Regions from separate parts of the Rattus norvegicus genome. Here region 1 is linked to region 2. The links are chromatin contacts, called in public Hi-C maps. All regions are on one chromosome and are shown on one strand. Each heading gives the region's core, a stretch centred on a gene start, on an enhancer-like site or on the middle of the called end of the contact. The rest is flanking DNA. Distances are from core to core; before and after follow the strand shown. Region 1 holds the start of Cnksr2 (connector enhancer of kinase suppressor of Ras 2). Region 2 has its middle 42 kb from the start of Taf5l2.

Region 1 (7,433 bases), core at 1,102-3,601, 930 kb before region 2:
TTCTTTTAGTCTCATTCAGTCTTTTGTTATACAAAAGCATGTAATTCTATCTTGGTTATCTAACTGATCTTTTTAGGTAGCTATAAAATGTGTCACCAACAGGTACAAAAAAAAAAAAAACAAGTTATCCAACTTAATTATCATGTGAAGTTAAAATTACAGGAAATAGTCTTTACTAAAGTTCAAAGAAACTACATTTTGCACTAGAGCGATTTCTAAAGGACATACTTCGTATGTTGTGCTTGCTTCAGGCGACCTAAACAGAGAAGGGAAAGCACAAGACTAACTGGGTGGGAGGTAAAGAAGATGGAGTATGCAGTGCTCATTACCCGAATCATGGGAATTTCTAGAAGGCAATCCCATGAAGCCAAGACAGCTTTTCTCTGAATATTGTTGCAGCAACAGACCCAAACTAAACTTACCTGTTAGAGAAATTCAAAGAAAGCATTTTAATAAAGCATTCTGACTTCCTGTGACTACTCTGTCATCCATGACTGAGAAACTGAAAAGACAGAATTTTCCTGAGGCACATGTGTGCCTGTGTGTGTGTGTGTGTGTGTGTGTGTGTGTGTGTGTGTGTGTAATTCAGGAAGCTGGAATTTTAATAGCAAATACGGAAAGAGAACAAGCAGCAGAAAAGAAGAGCCACGGCTAGACTTTGTCTTAGTCATCTTTATAACCCCCATGGTACCCAATGCACTGCACACAAGGGGCAGTGGATAAATAATGAATTAGGTTTAATTTAATTCACTTGCACTTACACTGTGCTTCGCAGTTACAAAGCATTTTTCCTACAGATGAGATGGGAAAATCAAAGTAAGTGAGAAATAACTGGGCAAATCAGGGAGAAAAGGAAGCAAAGCAAATAAAGAGAACCCCTAGAAAATAGGCAAATGTCCGAAAGGGTGGGGGAAAGATAAGGAGAGAACTGAATTTCTCCCCACTACCTTCAATCCCTTCCATTTTCAAGTATATAGAGCTTAGAAAGTCTGACTGCTAAGCAAGCCTAGGAAAGGGGCTCCTTGCTCTTTGAAAGGGGCATTTTCACAGATAAGGCTTGAAGCACATCTTAAGTTTCCCTGCTCAGGTATGAACTCAAGCAGAACTCTCATATTCCCCAAGCATTTTTCCAAGCATGTCCAAGAATCTTTTATTCCAAGGTAGGTATCCCCTTAGAGTTCAGTCTGAGGATGGACTGGAGAGGTCCTTAACAAGCCCCTCAAGTCAGACAACAGAGGGAGATAGTGAGACAGGAAAGCCAAGAGACTAGAGAAAAAGCCCACATTTGTGACTAGGAGAAGGGCGAAGGTTTGAAACTGGTCATTAGAGATTGTCGGGGGTGGAGGGGGGGCTTCAATATGGAAGAAAGGAGAATATTTGAATGCGCATTACTTTAAACCTAACATTGGACCCTTAACAAGAAGCTGCGAGAGGTTTAAACATCGCAGACCTCAACCTAGAAAAGCAAAGGACATGCTGGGGTGCGCAGGAGGGAGCCCACATATATCAGCTTGGATGCTGTCCTAAGGGAAGCATGTTACCCCAAAGTAGCGCGCCCCCTTCCCGACCATCGTCAGCCCATCATGGAGGGGGTTCCCAGCTTCCAACCAGAGCGACTGCATCCTGACCCCATTATGCGGGCTTAAAAGTTGCCAGGAGAGTTGGCGCTGGGGAAGGCACTTGGCAGGGCAAGACCGAGAAGGGGCCTCGGGTTTCCAGGAACAAAGGGGCTGATGCAGGGACAACCAGGAGAATAGGTCCCAAGGGCTCCTCCCTTAGCAGGGAAACAAGGGTCGCCGCGTCCTCTCAACCCGAAGGCGTCGAGGGAAGCGTGAAGTGGGGAAGCTGCGCGGGGATTCCACCGCCCTGCTTCCAGCTTCAACCAGGTGGCGCCCGCCGCCCTCTTGCTCCCCGCGCCCCTCCAGGCTGAAGACAAAAGGAGACCAGGGTCCCCGAGTCCCTGCTAGAGCCAGAGGACCCCTAGCCATCCCCAGGGAGGACCTCAGCAGTCGGTTGAAAGCTCCCAGGACGGGTTATGCCCTGTCGGGTGTCCCTCCCTCGTACCGGGACCCTGCGCCCTAGTGTCGCCTCTCCTTCCCCACAGAGGGCATTACCTTTCATCCAGTCCACTACTTGACTCGGAGACCATTTGCTCACTGGTTCCATTATCAGAGCCATGGGCGGCGGGGTTGGTGCCGCGTGGGACGCGGAGCTCGGACAGAAAGCCAAGTCCGCAGCCCGCTGCGCCCTCAGGTGGGGTCAGTGGCCGGCCGCAGCCTCCTGGGGTGGGCGACAGGGAGAGGGTGGCTTTTGTGTGTCCGTCCGGAGGCTGGAGCGTCGGAGGCGGCCGCGGTGGGAGCGGCGACGGCCAGCCGGCCGGCCGGGATAACGCGCCGGGGTCGGCTCTGTCCCAGCCCAGGCTGCCACCGCAGCTGCAGCGTCCGCGGCTCAGCCCGGGGTGTGCGTCCCGAGGGGCTTCAGTTCATGGCTCGAGCCGCCGAGGGTCGCGGCGGGGAAGGGAAGAGACGCCGGCGCACGGCCGCAGCCAACTTGCCCGCTCGCTCGCCTGGCGCGCGGGAGTGGAGCCCCCGGCACGACGACGAGCCGCCCGGCGGAAATGACGAGGGGCCTCCTGCCACCCAAAATATCTCTCCGCAGCCCTCGGGTGCGGGGCGCGCGCTCCACGAGCCCCCCGCCCCGCTCGCCGCCGCGCGGTCCCGCCCCCAGGGCCGGCAGCCGGTGCGCGCGAGCCCTGTGCGCGTGCGTGGGCCAGCGCGCGTGCCCGCCGCCCGACTTCTGTCAGACACGCGGGCCAGGTGTGGGCCGGTCGCGCTCCCGCCTTCCCGCCCCGGGGGTAGCACTCGGCCGGAGCTGCGCCGGGAGGGCGTGTGCCGCGGTGATGCCTGGAGCCTGGGAGTCCGCCGCTGCTGCTGGAGGCTCGCCCAGCCCGGAGGTCGGTTAGGCAGTCAGGTGCGGCGGCTGCAGGACATAGCTCCCAGTGGCCTCCCAGGAGACTCAGAGAGACCGGTTGCCCCACCAGTTGAACGGAGAGCCCGGGGTGGTGGAGGAGGGTACTATAGCCCCCCCATCCCCTGATCCCCTCGCCACCAGGGGGAGGGGACGCCTTTGAACTGCTAGGGTGACAATGGGAGCCCTGGCTGTTCTCTCTGTCGCCCTCGCAGCTGCTGAGTTGGCTCCCGAGGTGACTCCCCCGTACCCTGCGGAGAACACCGGGTGTGGGCTTCCGCAGATGGGAGCCTGGCGCTAGCCAGAGACGCCCATAGGGGACTAGATGGTCCGTGTAGTCAGATCTCCCCTGGGTGATAAAAGGAACCCAGGAAGTCAGAGCTGTCAACTGCAAGAGGCTCCAGGTGATTCGGAAACCGCCTCCCCAACCCCACACGTGCCTCCTCCCAGGCTCTGGGCTCCAGTTGTTGGCCAACTCCTTCAACACAAGGTCCTCGATATCTGTTTTACGTGGTGTCATTTTGTGTTCAGTCGTTCTTATATAACATCCGAAGAGTAATAATGGGACATAAAGTTAGCGACAAACTACAAACATGATGTTTCACATATTGTTTGCTTCAAAAACCTATGCAGCGTTTAGTAACACAGTTTGCCTAAATGAGGCTTTACTTTCAATGACAATTCTAGAACGTCTATTAGCAAACTCTACCACCATTATAACTGGTTTTTCTCAGTATAATTCTTAAAACAGTTACATTGAGTAAACGAGAAACTCCTTTTATTTCTAAATCATTTCAGTAATGCCAATAAAGCATGTCAGTTCCTACTTTATCCGTTTTGTCTAACTCAATTTTATAAGAACATCACTTCTTCAGTTGGCAAGTTCCCACCCCCAACACACAAGGAGGCAAAACAATAGCAGATAACACATTGATGTTTTCACACTAGTGGTAAAAAAGGAATTACATTTAAGAACCTTGTGTTCAGACTTGTTTACTAATAACCCGAACTTCAAGATATAGACAAAAATTTGAAATTTAGATTATACAAGTAAGGTTATCAAAATATTCCTACTGGTAGCACACATTTTATTAGCCAAAGTGCTAATCACTTTATTTTTATTCTGCCTTAAACTAGCTCTACTGTTAGCTACATTTTACAGCCGAGACTTTAACCCTCTATTACACATGGTTACATACATGTTAAATAAACTAGTTTGTGTGATTGTAACAGCAAGTTCATTTCAGAATTTCAACGTGGGAAACAAGCCAAAAGATATGTATCAGTGTCATAAAATGGACAATTGTAGTGAATGGGTGGTCCATTGAAGATCTCCAGGATGAACATCATATAATTCTCTGTTAACCACAGAGAAGTCTGTGACTTACCATGGATTTTCCTGATCCTTAGGTAACCAGAAATGATGAGAATATAGGACATGACCAAATGTGACTGCAAGAGCAAGATGCAGGCTGAAAGACTGGCCATTTGTGACAAGCAACCACACTGTAAATCGTAACACAAGCAAGTGCAAATTAAGACATCACTTGTCTGATGAGCAGGAAATCAAGACAAAAGCCACAGGCCAGGATATAGACATATAGATGAGAGAATGAGAATATAGATAAGGAAGGATACATTGATTGAAATTATGTGACAAGACCACTTGCAAAGAAAATGAGAAAGTGACATTGTAGGAAAATAAAAGAGAATTTTGAGGAAGACCCTATATTAGATTGAAGGAGTACATAGCCCCCCTCCAATTTGTGTTAGAGTTAGGCACGTTTGTCCAATCATGTAAAATAACTATAAAACTAAATAAAAATCTAAGAATGAACCAAACTGTGAGTATAGATTCCTATTGTCTAACAATTACACCATGGCCTTTCTCTTAAATTCTCCTCCTTTAGGTTCGCCAATAAAATATAGCATTTGACTTTGACATTGACAATATAATTAGCATAAATTATTTCAATCTCTTCATAACATAACAGGCTTTTTACTTTCTGCATTCTTGGTTTGGGGAGGGGAAAGAAATGAAAGGATTAAGTCATCGATGCTCTTATTCTTTAACTACAGATGACTCAGCTGAATCTTTGTGGCATTTTTCTTTTCACAACTGTTCAAACAAGCTACCATTTATGTAGTCTGCCTCTTATTCAAAATTTAACATCTTGCCCCATTTTTTGTAAGTTTACTATAATGTGATTCTATGAAATCCTCATCTACTTAATATTGCCTTTCTTAGTATTCAAATTTTAAAGATTAGAAGTAAAGTATGTTGTCATAAATATATATAAAAATATAATGAACTAATTGGTATGATGTCACACATTCTTCCACAGGCTAGATGTAAAAGCCAAACTATGAACCTTTGGAAAGAGCCTCAGATTCTTTATAAAATCAAGCAGAGTAGAAATGTTAAGTTAATTAAGTTAATTGCATATATAATTTTTTGAGATATTTGCAATCATATCAAAATGAATCAATTAAAATAATCTTTTTAATCTATTCTTTTATTTTAAGGAGGTTAAATCAATTTGTGACACTGGTTAATGTTTTGTCCCTATGGATTTCAAAATAAAAATAAAAATCCCTTAACCAACATATCCTCTGTTAAGATTTTAAAGTGTAATATGCTCTTAATTAGCTTTAGATGAAGAATTTACAAATAGTGCTCTAACCGAATCTTATTTTTAGGAATTCCATCAGCTAGGAAGGGAGTCTTCCACTGAAAGAAGGACTTTTTAAGCCTTTGTCTCTTTGGAGTCAGTGAGAGAACATAAATGTTTACCAAATTAAGCGATCTGTTGACTTTTACTTACTACATAGTTTGAAAAGATACTTTGTATTACAAGATATATTTTAATCTTTTACCTACCTAATATAGTCCAAGTTGGCCTTGAACTCTTCAACTCTCTACATCAGACTCCCAAGTACTGAAATTACAAATATGCACTGTCATGTTCCAGCTTCTTGTTTTCATAATAAGCAATGGTTTTTGTGCAAAGTTATTCTAGTCTTTTATTTTTGAACAATACTGATCACTAAAACATGGAGAAAACAATTATATGATATCTCATATCTCAAAATAGAGAAAATAAGATCCTCCCTTTTTCATTAATCATAGACAGTGCTTATAATTTCAAAAGCAGGTGTATTATTTAACCTTGCTCATACAGTCCCTCTTGATTAAAAAAAAAACTTCAGCAATCTTGATAAGATTAATAACAATAAAAGAAAGGACTAGTGGTTCCCAAGAATAATGTAAAAATATTTTTCCAGAGAAAGCTTAGTGAAATTTTCTGGAATAATGTTGCTTCCAGTATAACTCGCCTAACAGCTGTCAATTAAGAAAACAGTCTCTCGGATAGCAAGCAAAGTTTCCAATCGCCCAAGAATCATGTATGAAGTAACTGTAATTGTAAATAGGCCTCAGTGCACTTCTCCAGGCTATATCTCCCTTTAGATTTAATGGGGATAAAGAGCACCTAGAGACGATAATTCAATTAGTAGAAACATTTCTTTGTTGTTGTGCCTTAAAGCTAAGCTGTATTAAATCAAGTCATGTCCTTTTCAACCAAGATTTACAGCAATCCTTTCTAAGTGAAGAGAAATTGGCCTGAGTTTAGGTTGTCCCAGTAGAGGTGTTTAAGGGCTCTTTCCAATGTTGTCCCCTGCTGTATTAATCACAATCTAACAAAAACCCCAAGATTAGTTTTCTTAATACATAAAGCCCTTACCCACCAGGGAAGTTTCTAATGTACTTGGCAGACATTAGTGAAGGATACAAAAATTTGCTATTCAACATTTTTTGAGCACTATCAAAAATGCTGGCTCAAGTTCTGTCCTTCAGTCAGAAAAATTATCTTAATTTTATATATGTAAATGATCAGGATATTCACATGTTGGTAGGGGAAACAGAACATTTACAATTCATTTAATAGGATAATGTGATAAGTACAAAGATAGATATGTCTACTACTATGCAAAAAGTTGAGGTTAACTTCTATGCAGAGAGGAATGTTTGACAACTATAAAGAAGACTATATGGAGATTTGAATGCTCAATTTAGACCTTAAGGGATGTCAGCTAAACAACAATGCAGCAAATGACTTTTAGACAAATGGTGGGCAAGGTTATATAGCATTGTATAAGGGTCCTTGAGTTGTAGATATTAAAGAAAAGCAAAAAGTGACAGGAGGTGAAGTAGAAATGGATAGCAATAGCAAGAGAATGGGAAAAATAAATTAATATACATCAATTTAAAGATCAAATGACTTAGAGATGTTTGTGTTTTATATAGACTACTCGGCTAGCCAGAGAGAATATGGATTTGGAAGGGCAGGACAGAAGACTATCAATTCAAACAACGTGGCAATAGGCCAATAAAGGGACACATCTGGTCAGAAATAGAGCAATAGGGGTAGTTATATAGAAGATAGGGTTCAAAGAATAATTGTTCA
Region 2 (7,127 bases), core at 1,473-3,972:
CCTAAGCCTACGTTTCTGTTGCTGTTGTTATTTTGATCATTTTTCAGTCATGTTTTGTTTTCTCTTGCCTGGACAATGAAAGGTTCCTTACACTGCCCCTGTAGGCTGAGAAGCTATGCCAACAACCACAGAATTTCACCTTTATGAGATTATTTTCCAAGACTGGATAGTGTCTCTGGGGGAAAAAAAATCCCCCTCCAGATTTTTGAAATTCTGAAGTTCCTCAATTAGGAAACATGTCACCAAACGAGCTAAATGTTGTATTGGTCTTCGAGGTTTAAAAAAAAAATGAACCCTTTCTAATCAACTGCGTGGATTGGATCTTTTAGCAGTGATGACGAGCATTAACAGTACTAACAGTACTGAAGAGTTTCTGTATCCCACATCAAATCACCTCAGTCTTTCTCAACATAACCCTAAGAGATGCATCTTAGGAACCAAAAGTTCTGCTGGGGACAGAGTAGCACAGGCCTATAATCACAGCATTCCAGAGGTAGAGGCAGGAAGACCACCCTGAGCTACTCAGCAAAACCCTCTCCCCCCACACCCCACCCAAAAGAAAAGAAGCAAAATGAAAGAGGAAAAGAAAATTGAAAGCGTTTCCATACCACACAGTACCTATCTAGGATTCCCCAGAGAGAATTACTCAGACAATAATTGCTATAAAAACACTAAGGAAATTATTGTTAAATAGTGACCCTGTTTTCAGAAATGTGAAATGCGAAGTACTTTGGGGATTTTTGAAATATCATAATATCCTGAACAATGTTTTCTTGGTTGTCGAATGTTGCTGTGTTCTTGGAAAGAAGTCAAATAAACAATGTCATCTACATTTATTCTTGAAAGAAGGGTAACTTGTTAGATTGGAAGGCACTGTGTCATCATTTGCAGCTTGTGAAACTGAAGACCAGGAAGGGAAGGAATTCAAGAATACTCAGCCCGCTAAATCCGCCGGGATTCGAGCCAGATGTCCTGGGACTTCAGGTCCTTTTCCACTCGCCCCATCAAGTTGTATCTTTCCATCTTTCCATTCAAACCTTAGACCATTGCAAATGGTCACAGCCCCTAGCACTAATGCAGATTTGGACCCGTTCTAATGCCCCACCATTCTAACAGTTGTCAGAAACATTTGTCTCAGAAACATTTAAGATGGTGTTATAATAGGTTTTTCCTTTTAAAAAAAAATGTCTTTTCTGCGAAAGAAGCAATAAGCCTAAGCTTCAGGCTTTTGTGCCTCATCATTCATTATATAATACGTGTCTGGGACTGCAAATCGCTGGCAGAAGGACAAAGCTCGGGGGAAGAAAGGGTGGGTGCGAATCTTTTGTGATTTCTTGAGTAACGGGAGGCGATTTGTCATTTTAGGAAAACTGGAGCCTGTGTTCTCCCTCAGATCCAGCCATGCACGATCCAGCCTGTTTGACTCTATTGAAAACTTGTGGTTTCTGAGCCCTTCCCTGAATCGGGGGTAGAACACACGGGTAGCAGACAGACCTGTTTTTCTCTCTTCCCTTTTCCCCAAGTAAGAGAAGAAGCTAATAATAAATCAAAGTTCTAGAACTTGAATTTGAACTGAAAATACCTCAGAATAAAACCTGTTTCTTCCATCCCGCAAATCAGCCAGAGCAGAGACTACATGCATTTTCTGTGAACGCTCGCCCCCTGCTGGCCAATTTTGATGGTGACTGGCTCTTGGGAGAAGTAAACAAAATTACCATACCAGAAAGAATATTTCGCGACCGGGAGAAGATTTACAGAGAACTCATTAATGTAACTTTTTAGCCTTAAAGTTAGCGGTTATGGAGAACCCACATGGACTTGTTTTTAATTCTCATGGAGACTCTCACAAGAGAAATTCTTGGGAAGCTCTCCACATACCTTGCTGCTGAACATATTTATAGAAATGTGAAAATAAAACGACTCTCAAAGGATAACAGTGTAAAAAACTTTGGCTACTTATGTTAAACTCCTACCAAAACAGCCTACAGTCCCCTCAACTTGGGACGACGAATAAAAAGAATTCCAGAGCAAATAAAGTTACTTGGAGGGACAGGGTCTCGTGGCATAGTCCAGGTTGACCTGAAATTCACTATATAACCCAAGCTGGCTGCACACTACCACCAATCCTCCTGCCTCAACCTCTTGAGTGCTAGGATTACAGGCTTGGGGTACTGTATGTGGCTTGAGAGGTGCTTTAAAAGTATTTTGATTCGAAATCAATGAGATGCGTTGTTTAAATACGGTACACCTGAAACTCTTAGCTGCCTATGTTTTGCCTCCTTGTAAAAAGTCCTGGCACGTGCTGCCCATCTTTACTTAAGTACTTCGTTTGAAAGGTCAGCCAGTTCTATTAGAAATTCTGCTCAGCTTGATTTCAGCCTCTGTCTCCTGCTCTCATTTGATAAGGAATGCATGTAAATGATCTATGGTTAGCTTCTGGTGGCGACTGTTTTTCCTCCCTAAAGCCCTTCCCGGCTTTTCTTTCTCCCTCTCTGCCACCCACATGCTGCTCTTATTCAGACTACTTCAACTGCCTCCATCACTCATCCACATCGTTCCTGGACTCACTGTGCACCCATGTTTATACCCTTAGTGTGTCTCAATTTAACCCCTTGCTTGCAGCAGAAAGACCAACTCAAGTCTGCTGGCTGAGTCTAGCACGGGGACTGTACACAGGTGTCGCAGTTCCCACCCAGAAACTAATCAGGCTCCCATCAGCAAACAGATCACATTACATAAGGCAGCTGGAAGGCGGCTCAGAGGCTGGGAAGCCAGATCACAAGGCTGCTGCTTCACCCACGTGCTGGAGAATCTTCCTTCAGCCCTTCGGGAGAAGCAAACCCAGACGTCTGTAGTTAACAGCATACATTTTGTGCCTGCCAGCGAGCACACAGGTATAGAATACAATCTGCTATGTCTTACGTCCGTGTACCCCCAAATCAAAATCCTCAGTAGAGACCATGTAGCCTCCAGGGAATGCAGAAACATGCTTTACTTCTTTGAAATTCCTTCAACTCTTTATTAAGCCTCATACTTATCCAGGATTGGCTTTTGTTTTACTGCCTGGGCAGCACACGTTTAGTGACAAATGGCACCAAAGCAGGACAATCCTGTCACACACACACACACACACACACACACACACACACACACACACAAAAGAGTAACCCAAATTCTCCCTTCCTGCTCCTTAGATAAGCCTTCTCACTTGACTTCTCAGTGGAAAGAAAAGAAGGCATGGGGTGAACTGAATTCAGCTGCTGTTACCTGATTCTGACCACACTAGAAGGAGTCTAATTCTCAGGCACAAATTCGGTTTAAGCAGTGAGTGGGCAAGTGGAACCTCCTCCACCTAGAAAGAAATCGTGATAAGGGAGAAATTTTTTTAAAGGTGGGGGAAGAGCCTAGAAACGAAATCCGTTTTCATCGCACGTGATTTGTGCAGATCTTAAGTAGGTCGTTGCACTTCTGCACTTGGACTGTGTTTTGCCTTCAGTGGATGCACATTCAGCTTGAGGCGATGATCAGAGACGTGGTTAAGCAGTGCTTCCAAGGGAAAACATTTTGTTGTTTTCCTACCAAGACAGCAAATGCTTGTTTAGTATGCAAGAAAACTCCTCCCATTTCTGAAATCGAATTTACATTATAAGGTCTTTTGTTAGATGGTTAAGATTGCACTGCAGGGTAGAAAGGACGCTGGGGGAATTTTAAGAGAGAAAGAGGGAGGAAAAAGAAAGCACGAGGTACAGAAGGGTGGGAGGTAGAAAGGAAGGGGGAGTGTAGGGCGAAAGGGTCCAGGAATGCTTAAGCACAGTAAAGAAAGAAAAGGGAGTGTGGATCCATTGTTCACAATAGAGGGGCTAGCAATTCAAACTAGCAATTTCAGGAGCCAGGAGGGCATCTAGATTAGGGACATTCCAGCTGTGTGCAGCCCCGACCCCACTGGGGATATCTGCTGACAAGAATGTAATGGAAAGTGTAGCTGCTCTGAGAATCACCAGAGAGAGAGAGGCTGTGGACTCTGGTGGGGAAAAGGATTTTTCTCAAAAGAGAAAGAAGTGGACCCAGTCATTCTAAATGAAAGATGCCAAGTGTATATACGAAGATGGACTATAAAAACTCCCCCAAAGGGACATTAAACACTGTAATTACGTCATTGTCTATAAACCTGCAGCCGACTCCCATCTCAAACAACATAAGAAAACAAGTCTTCATGAATTATTCAGAGGCTCCTTCTGTGACAGTCACACATTGTACAACTAAGGTCCCACAGCTCTTCTTCAAGGAGCCTTTGGAACTATTTCTTACATAAGTGTGGGATGGTAGCAGCTGGCTTTAGGTTCAGTGACAATCCTGTCAGCCTATTGGACTAATAATTTCGAAAATCTTTAGCAACAACTTTGTAACAGTTAATGCTGAATTGTGTTCAATGTGCAATATTCTGAACCTCTTGGTCAGTTGCCTTTGCTGTCGCTGCCACTGTAAATGTTAATGATAGTAATATTTTGTTGGTGCCATGAGGTTGTATAATAAAGAAGACAAAAGGAAATACTGTGTGCTCCCTACGGGGCTGAGAGTTGATTTTTATTAAAGCTTTGCTGCCATCTAGTGATGCATTTGAGGAACTGCCGGATTTAGACAAAAGTCATTTTAAAATACCAGTGCAACTGTTGGGAGGGCTAGCAACCAAAATACTAAAGCTACAATGTTAAACATTCCAGAAATAATGAATATAATCATAACTGTAATAAGTTTTTGATATATTGTACAACTCAGTTACTCAAAATTTATAAAATGAAAAAGTGTGTCATAAACCAAACCATTAACAATGATTAAAGTCAACGTTTATGTAATACCTGCCCCATTTATATAAACCTATCCTGTGCCTGACATGACTTGATACAATGGTGAACGCCTCTATAGTTGGGAGCATCTATCATAAGCCACACCTACAAGTAACTGTCCATATATTTTCTATATAGAGTATACAAGTGTATTCAATGTAGGTCCCCATATTTGTTCTCAGGGGAATTTTCATAATTTGTTAGGGCTGAAGGAACCTTGCAGTTCAAACATTAACATTGCCATTTATCAAATGAACTAACATGAAGTTAGTTTGAGTTGAACTGATTGATATTATTGAGTACTAAACTTTTTTTTATACAATCAGACCAGGTTGGGTTTTTTTTTTAACTTCTAGTTTAATAAGAGAAATGACAGTATACTGTATAAAGTAAGTCATTTCTTTTCTGCTCTTCTCAAAACCCACTCATTTTCTTTTGCCATTGAAGTCTGAATTTCTATGAAGGAACCACGTCCCTTTCACCTTCAGTGATTGGTGTGAAGCTGACCCCACCCCAGGTTAGCCATTCTGAGCAAATTTTTTCTGCAAATAGTGACAATGATTTAGTTATGGGTTGGCTCATGGCAAAGCCTGGCCAAGAAAATTAAACATGTCACTTCTATTGAATAGCACGCTATGGAGTGACTTTCTGGTGAGTCATGAACAAATGTGGTGTGTTTGTCTGTTGACTGTCCCTTTAAGAAATCATATCTGTCTTCCTCTGGCCAGAAGTGTAGCCATTTGTCCCCAAATGTTGTGGAAAAGAACTAAACTCAACCCTGCCTGATTGTGAACAGCAAGAGCTTCGGTTATGTCTTTTAAAAAATCTTCCTCTTCAATGTTTTGTTCTTCCCCCTCTTGTTACCTTTGCATTTTAAAGGATGCGTTTAATGCTTAGTACATTAACTCTTGAATTTGTACCCAAGTTCTTAATATTGCCTAAAACTGGGCATTATGAGGATGGGTGTTTAAATTTTATGCCATAACAGTAAAGCAATTTGAGAGCAACTATAATTGGTGTCTTGATCCTTTATTCAAATTGTCATATATTTTCTTATATATATTTATCCTTCAAATAAAATGCCAAGATGAATGGAGCCTGGAACTATACCTCACAGTCCTCTTTGTTTACCCAAATGTCTTGGTTACAAAATAATTGATAGAATACAACACAAGTGAAAATGTTTGGATGGAATACAATCAGTCAAGGTGACAAATTAGTTAAAATTAAACTGAATATTCCAAGTTTTTGCAGATATTGATAACTTTTTCTACAAATGAAGAAATCCTTATAAAATGAAAATAAAATGTTAAATGAAATGAGTATGGCGTCTTCCTTTACAGAGGGTGTAATATGGGATGGACTTGTAATCTTTTAAGCACTTTTGTTGCTATCATTTTATTTACGTATGGGTGTTTTGCCTGCATGTATAAATGTATGTATTGTACCACTTACATATGTTGCATGAGCATTCTAGAAGAGGGCATTGGATCACCTAGAAATGGAGTTACAGATAGTTGTAAGCCACCATGGGTGGTGGGAATCAGACCCAGGTCCTCTGAAAGAGCAGCCAGTGCTTTTAACTACGGAGCCATCTCTCCAGCTCCACATAATCCTTTGAAAGAATAGTTAGCCGTTTACTCTCCTGAAATTGGAGTCTTCACATAAACACTCCTCTTTTGTTCCTTATTTAAAGTTCATTCTCATCTACTTATTCACCTCATCCTGTTTTGCAAATGCCTTGATGAATTATCACATTTGTCTGAAGCTCTATGCCTCAAAGCAACATAGCCAAAGAATTAACATTTTCAATATCCAGTTCATATTTAGAATTCCCATGCAACCTAGGATAATTGAACACATTCTGAAGACATTTGTAAAAGTCATTTACATACCTTTTTGTTGCCTTTTGACCCCTAAAAAAATTGATTTTCCGCCATCACTTAATCTACTTGATGTGTTTTTACTATCTTTGTGTGAGTACTCGTGTTTCAAGTTTTCACAGCTGTATTTGGCATTACATGACCAGCCTTTGGAGAATGTTTGCTGTCAGATTGATGCTGTGTGGTAGCAGGAACAGGTTTAGGAATGTTTAACATGGATGACCTGAAAAAAGGATCAAGCTGTTATTTGCTTGGTGCTGGTTGGAAGACAAAAAGCTCTTGCTGGTTTTAAGAGATAGCTAGATTTAAATATTGATCTCTTATGACTGCAATGGGCTTTTAGCTATCAATAATCAATGAAGCCAGTTGCAGTTTGAGTTTATTACAAAACTAATAAATA

What was found. Hi-C and Micro-C count contacts between places; a contact is called where the count stands out from the background.
Region 1: a contact with region 2 is called in a Hi-C map of Schwann cells, with 15 times the contacts expected there. The contact joins the promoter of Cnksr2 here to the enhancer-like site in region 2. A contact is called at or near these places in 2 of 12 Hi-C or Micro-C datasets (Schwann cells and frontal cortex).

Annotation. Positions count from the first base shown.
Region 1 is chrX:40,718,136-40,725,568 of GRCr8, reverse strand. It overlaps Cnksr2 (connector enhancer of kinase suppressor of Ras 2), which reads right to left and starts at 2,351. Exons shown (of 22, transcript NM_001113366.1): 1 at 2,115-2,351. The coding sequence starts at 2,178.
Region 2 is chrX:39,793,291-39,800,417 of GRCr8, reverse strand. No RefSeq gene overlaps it. Among named protein-coding and RNA genes, the nearest start is that of Taf5l2, 42 kb to the left of the region's middle. Within about 2 kb of position 2,722, at least 11 of the 93 cell types and tissues checked have an H3K27ac peak or open chromatin away from gene starts, as enhancers often do.